2 separate regions of the Arachis hypogaea genome follow, and region 1 is linked to region 2. A link is a contact called in public Hi-C data. All regions are on one chromosome and are shown on one strand. Each heading gives the region's core, a stretch centred on a gene start, on an enhancer-like site or on the middle of the called end of the contact. The rest is flanking DNA. Distances are from core to core; before and after follow the strand shown. Region 1 has its middle 18 kb from the start of LOC112776579. Region 2 holds the start of LOC112776836 (ethylene receptor 2).

What was found. Hi-C and Micro-C count contacts between places; a contact is called where the count stands out from the background.
Region 1: a contact with region 2 is called in a Hi-C map of leaf, with 1.9 times the contacts expected there. The contact joins the enhancer-like site here to the promoter of LOC112776836 in region 2.

What each region holds. Positions count from the first base shown.
Region 1 is chr19:130,632,206-130,635,585 of arahy.Tifrunner.gnm2.J5K5, reverse strand. No RefSeq gene overlaps it. Among protein-coding and RNA genes, the nearest start is that of LOC112776579, 18 kb to the left of the region's middle. Within about 2 kb of position 1,990, at least 3 of the 3 cell types and tissues checked have open chromatin away from gene starts, as enhancers often do.
Region 2 is chr19:130,560,980-130,564,033 of arahy.Tifrunner.gnm2.J5K5, reverse strand. LOC112776836 (ethylene receptor 2) reads left to right here and starts at 1,288. Exons shown (of 3, transcript XM_025821098.3): 1 at 1,288-2,006; 2 at 2,539-3,054. The coding sequence starts at 2,668.

The sequences.
Region 1 (3,380 bases), core at 741-3,240, 71 kb before region 2:
CGGATCTATCCCAAGCATGTCAGCTAATGTGAATGCGAATAGATCCCTGTTCGTCCTAGGGAGCTCTATAAGTTGCCTTTCAGGATGATGGGGAGGTTTCGGTTGACAAAGGTGAATTCTTCCATTGTTTTCCCAATTTGGAGTTTTTTCATGTCGCCCTCCGGCTTCAGCCTTGGCTATTCGTCCTACCGTGCATATAGGTCAACTAGGAAGATTCCAACCATATCTCGAGAGCGTTTCTAGAATGCTATGCTTGTGTTGTTGAATTCATGACCAGAAACTTGTTGAATATGATCGCGGAAAGGTCATTAATTATTTTGCACCCGAGTTTCATATTGTAGACTATTGAGTCTTGAAGCACAACAAACCTAGAAATCACGATTTTCTTTTGTACTCTAGATCCCATTGTGATCAGCAAAATCACCGAGCCATGAAGTTTAATGAAATTGTCTCCGAGGCTTGTTACCTCGGTTAACTGGCTTTGCAAGTTTGCATTTCGTAGGCCTAACCTATCAAATTCTTCTCAGAAAATGATATTGGAGTCCGCTCTCACGTCATTCAGGATGTGTTTAACTATCCTGTTCTAACTTTTGCTGAGATGATGAATGGCGCGTCTTCGTCTGATGTGTCGTTCTGATAGTCTTCGGGATTGAAGTTGATCACTAGCATTCTGGTTGGGGGTTTCCTTTTTCTTAGGGCGACGTACAAAATCTGAAGGTCTTCTTTTAGTACTGATTTGGATTTCTCTTGGGCATTTTTACCCGTGATGACATTTACTACTATTGTTAGGTCTCCTATGGGGCCTTCCTGGGATATGGTCTTGATTCCTCGCGGGTTTCATCCTTCTTGTTATGGTGATCTTTCTCTTTTTGTGCTTTTGGAAAGCTTGCCATCTCTGATGGCCTATTCTAATGTGTTCTTGAGGTCGAAGCAATCTTGACTTTTGTGCCTATAACCTTTGTAGTAATCGCAATATAGGCTTTTATTGCATCTCGTGCACGCTTTTAGTTGTCTGGGCTATGGAAGGACTCCCCTTTCTGTAATTTGTTGATATACTTCTGCGATAGGAGCCAATAATGGGGTATAGTTTATGAACTTTTGACTTCGGGTGGTCGGCCTGGGGCAAAAGGTTTTATGTGCTCTTTGTGCACTTCTTTGTGTAGCTAGCTTGGGTTGTTCTGAGGTGTCGTATTGTTGTGTTACCATTTATTAGCATTCACGACTTGGCTAACCTTTTCATCATTGATGTATTTTCGAGCTATGCTCTGAATTTCTTGTATTGTCCAGACTGGTTTTGTCGTCAAATGCTTCTTTTCATCAGCCTATTGGTCAAACAGAGACTTGCGATCGAATCTGTCAATTTGTCAATTTCTAGGCATTCATTGTTGAATCTGTCTAAATATTTACTTATTGACTCATCGAGCCGTTGGGTGATTCCTAGCAAGTTGATTGGATGCTTAGCTTTGGCAATCCGTGTGGTGAATTGTGCTAAAAACATTTTTGATATGTTGTTAAAGCATGTGATCGAGACTTTTGGTAACACGTTAAACCATTTGATGCCTGCTCTGGATGGGGTTTTCGGGAAAGCGCAACACCAGACAACGTCCGTGCTCCTTCGAGATTCATCCTCTTGCCTCGAATGTGGTTATGTGTTCCTGAGGATCCTTGGTGCCATTGTATTTCATTTCAATCGGTTTGTTAAAGATTTTCAGTAGTCTGACTTTCAGGATTTTTTCGGTGAAGGGGCTGCTCCCATCACTGCATGCTCATTCCTCTTTTGTTTGGGGTCCCTTTGAGATTTTTTATTATTACCGTTTCAGGTTTAGAATTTAGGGGTTTATGGTTTCTCAGGAATAGTTGTAATCTCTTCGTCTTTCGTGGCGTTTATTTAGAGATCTTGCTCTCGAGTCTTTTTGAGATGCTGTCTGTGAGACCGTCTCGCTTGTGTGTTATGGCTGATAGTGCTCATTAGTGGCAATTCTTCCTTCCAAAGTTTGGACTCGATGTCAAAAATCTTGGATTATGTGGTTCTTGTTCTTGCCTAGACCGACAAATGACCTGCTGCCATTTGACCATCGATCATCTTTATGCGATTGTTGCCTCGGTTGGCTCGAGGTTACTTTTTGTGTGGACCATACTAGCTACCTTTCTATGGCCCCATGGGCCCTGTTCTTTTCGGTTCTTGGTTGGGGTGTGTTGATTTAGGTTTTGGTGGTGGTTTGATTTTGGGTGGGTCAGGAGAGGCTTTTCGGAGTCGCCGACCATGTAGCCTATAATCAAGAGGTTCTCCACAAACGATGTCAATGTTCAGCTGGGTCCAAAGGATTACCTAATCTGTTGATGGATGGTTGACGGGAACTTATTGAGCCAGGCGAGCAGGTTAAACAAATTTTGGAAACAACGTAGAGATAATATGTACAATAACACTGTAATGCTCAAGTCAGAGAGAGCTAAAGAAGTAAGAGATCAGTATTCTAGAGTAGAGTTGTTCGTACCTAAGGAGCGGTGGGATTCCAATTTTATAGAATGTGTAAACTTATCTTTCTAAAGAGATGTTAGGAAGTCACCAAAAAAAAATAAAGAGATGTTAGGGTTTTACTTTTCAAATTTCAAAAAATGATTATGGATATAGTGTCCGGAGTCTGAGGAGACGACCTTTTGGGAGTGATTAATCCCATTTGGGCCGCACCGGATTGGACTTGCGGGTCACATTCGGAACATCAACCACACATTATAGTCGGTTTCGTCCTGTAAAAGGATTCTTAACCATTCCTCCGAGGTGATTCTCATTGCTAGATGCCACTTAATGACACATTCAGTCTTGGTTCAATTTACATTATTTGACCAATGCACTATTTCCTTCATTAACAAAATTTTTCCAAATGACTGAAAGAGGCTCAATATAGCTGCTTTTTTTTTCTTTGAGAGAGCGGGGGAATAAGGTTGCTACTATTAATAGATTGCGAGGTTTTCTAGAATCTAGATTATAAACATCTTGTTGTTTTGATTCTTAAAATATTTGTTATATTAATTTAGTTTCTTATAACTAAAAGATATATATTAACATTTAAAAAAAACATTCTGATAATAGATTTAGTTTTAAAAAATAAACAAAATAAACACGTATATATAGTGAATTCATAAAAGTTAATAAATGTCACATATTCAGTAAATAATCATTTAAAATTCAAAATAATAATTTCGCTTATTATGTATTAAGAAATGTATTTTTATTTCTATTTTGATAATATTATTTTCTATATTAATTTATGTAAATATATAATTAAAATAAATTATGATGGAATAATATTATTAAAAATGGGAACAGTATTATTATCTTTTTAGGGTTAATATTTAAATTCATCAGTTAAAATTTTTAT
Region 2 (3,054 bases), core at 39-2,538:
TTTTATCGACCTCTTATTCATAAGTTTTCAATTGTGTTGTGTCGAAACATGTACTTCTGCTCTAAGAACATGACTATATAGGTTTTTTTTTTTTTACTCATCTTGATACTTTCCTTATACTTTGCTTTTGAGTCGAGTCATTAACCAGTAAAGATGACATCTTCCCCGTTTATACACTCAACATAGCACATATGCTGATGATTCCTGGTTGCGGTCTTTTTTTATCTTGTTGATTCTCTGGTCGAGCAAAAATTCGTAAACCAACAAATACATATAATAACAATAACAAATTATTTGACACATGATAGATTGAATTGATCATACTACTTATTCTCAACAATACTTTATCCTAATTAAAATATACAATATAAGAATAAAAATAACAATTATAATAAGTGTACACCAAAATAAACTACTAATATAAAATATATATTAAAATATAAAGTACATATTAAAAATGAATTAAATAATATATATTTATATACAAATATATAATGATTGATTTAGTTAGTACACACATAATATTTTTTAAACAATAAAACTAGGCATGTTTTTTAAAGTAAGTTTCAACCAAGTCATTGGGCACTACTTCTTTTTCTTTCTGTTACTCTTCTTCCTGGTTCTTCTCCTCTTTCCTTTATCTTCGTCACTGCTATTACTATAGCCGTCATCCTTGCTATCATTGTTGTTGTTTAATTTCTTTTCCTCTTTTTTTCCCTCTTCATCTTCCTTTATTATTATTATTATTATTATCATCATCATCATCATCGTTTTTGTCGTCTTTATCATCTTTTTCTCTTATAAATATTTAGAAAATTAAAACACAAAAATTTTGATCAATAATACATAAATTTTAATGAATATCACAGAAATTTTAATATACAACATAAAAATTTTTAAAAGATCACATGTTCAAAATATTAGTGTGTAACATAAAAATTTTAGTGTGCAATACAAAAAATTTTAAAAGACCACGTATTTAAAATATTGACTCATTTAATTAACAAAATAAAATATATTCACAATAAAAATTTATGTATTATGAACAAAAAATTTACGTACTATATAAAAATATTTTATATTATGTGAAAAATTTTTATACAATATCGATAAAAATGGTGTTTTATACAAAAAATTTTATATTATATCAATAAATTTAAACTATATCAATAAATTTTATATTTTTATTAAAAAGTTTTGTGCTGCAAAATTTTTGTTTGTTCAACTTACGTCAAGTTGATTGAATATTTGAATTTATTATATAAAAGACGCTTGTACGTAGAACATGAGCGTTTTTATAAAATAGAGGAGAGAGAGGAACAGAAAACTGAAAAGGAAAGAGCAGTGAGAGAAAAATAAAACAAATGTATTTTGGTGTGAGGAGGACGTTTTGGTTCTTGAGAGCGTCTAAGTTCTCTTCATGTTAACGATGTGGGACCCTCTTTCTCTCTCTCAAATCCAGCTCACCTCCTTTTTCTTCCAAGAAACAACGGCGCTTCTCTTCTCCCTTTCCTTTCATGGTTTTCTTTTCTGGTTTCTCATTGTTGGAAAATGGAGAATACTCACTCTCTCTAACCCTTCATAAAGATTCTCTCTCTCTTTCTCTCCCAATAATCTATTTCTTCTTTCCTTTCGTTTCAACACAAAAGCCTTTTTCAACAAAAAGCCTCCAACTCGCTTTCCTCTTATAGCAACCCCTCCTCCTCCTCCTTCTTCATCTTGATCTTCTTGTCGTTGAACGATAAAGACGGGTTCTTTTTCATTTTGGTGTTGTTGGGTGTGTGCTCTTTCTACTTGTTTTTGTTCTCAATGGTGGTGCACTTAACGTTGTTCTAAAGCAATGGACTTTGGTGGTACCCATGGTGGTGGTGGTGATGGTGGTGGAGATGGAGTGATCCTTTGATGTTTCTATAACTGAAGTTTTGATTTTGGTGTTCCACAAAAGGGGTAAGATCTGATGTGAAGCTGGAATATTTGATTGCATTCAAGGAGATATGGTTCTTCAGGTACTCTATTTTTGCTCTGCATTACAGGGTTTTATTATGCTTCTTTATTTTTTTGGTTTTATTTTGTTATTTTTTATTTTTCGGGGAGAGCTCTTAGTTCTTACACGTTGTTGTTGGACTTTTGATTTTTTTAATAGTTTTTTTTTGGACTTTGCCTTCCCCCCAGGTTTTGTAATAGCCTAGATTTCCTTGATTCTTTTATTCTTTTTGTTTTTTATTTTTTATATCCCTTATATATTTTTTTTGTATATGTTTTTTTTTTAATTTTAAATTATTTGCATTTTTTGTTGATGGGGAATGCCATCTTTATCTGTTGACAACTGTGTTATTCACCGATTCATGCCATTCCAATCCATAAGGTGCTATATAAGATTGAAACAATGAACCAAGGTTGAACCTGAAATCACAAGAGTGAGAGAAGTGAAACAAAAAAGTCATAGAATTGTGTCTTTTTACTTTTTCCCTTCCCCTTTTTTAAGGATCTCATATTTTGTTTTTTCCATCTTTGGATCTTACTTAGCTTTGTTGGCAGGTCAAGGCAATTTGAGGAAATTGTTGGAAGATTTTTTCTTTGATTTCTAGCTATGGCCAATTAATTTACATATGTGACATATGCTTAGATGGATTGAAGATCAAGAACTACATATATATATTGGTATCAATGTTAAAAGCAGTGGCATCTTGGTTCTTGTTGATTTGCTCACTCCTCTTATGGGTAACTGTATCTGCAACAACAACAGATAATGGATTTCCAAGATGCAACTGTGATGATGAATCTAGCTTGTGGACTATTGAGAGCATTCTAGAATGCCAGAGAGTTGGGGATTTCTTGATTGCTGTGGCATACTTCTCAATCCCCATTGAGCTTCTTTACTTCATAAGTTGCACAAATGTTCCTTTCAAATGGGTGCTTATACAGTTCATTGCCTTCATTGTTCTTTGTGGATTGACGCATTTGTTGAATGGGTGGACTTATGGCCCTCACACTTTTCAGCTCATGGTGGCGCTCACCGTCTTCAAGATTCTCACAGCGTTGGTGTCGTGTGCC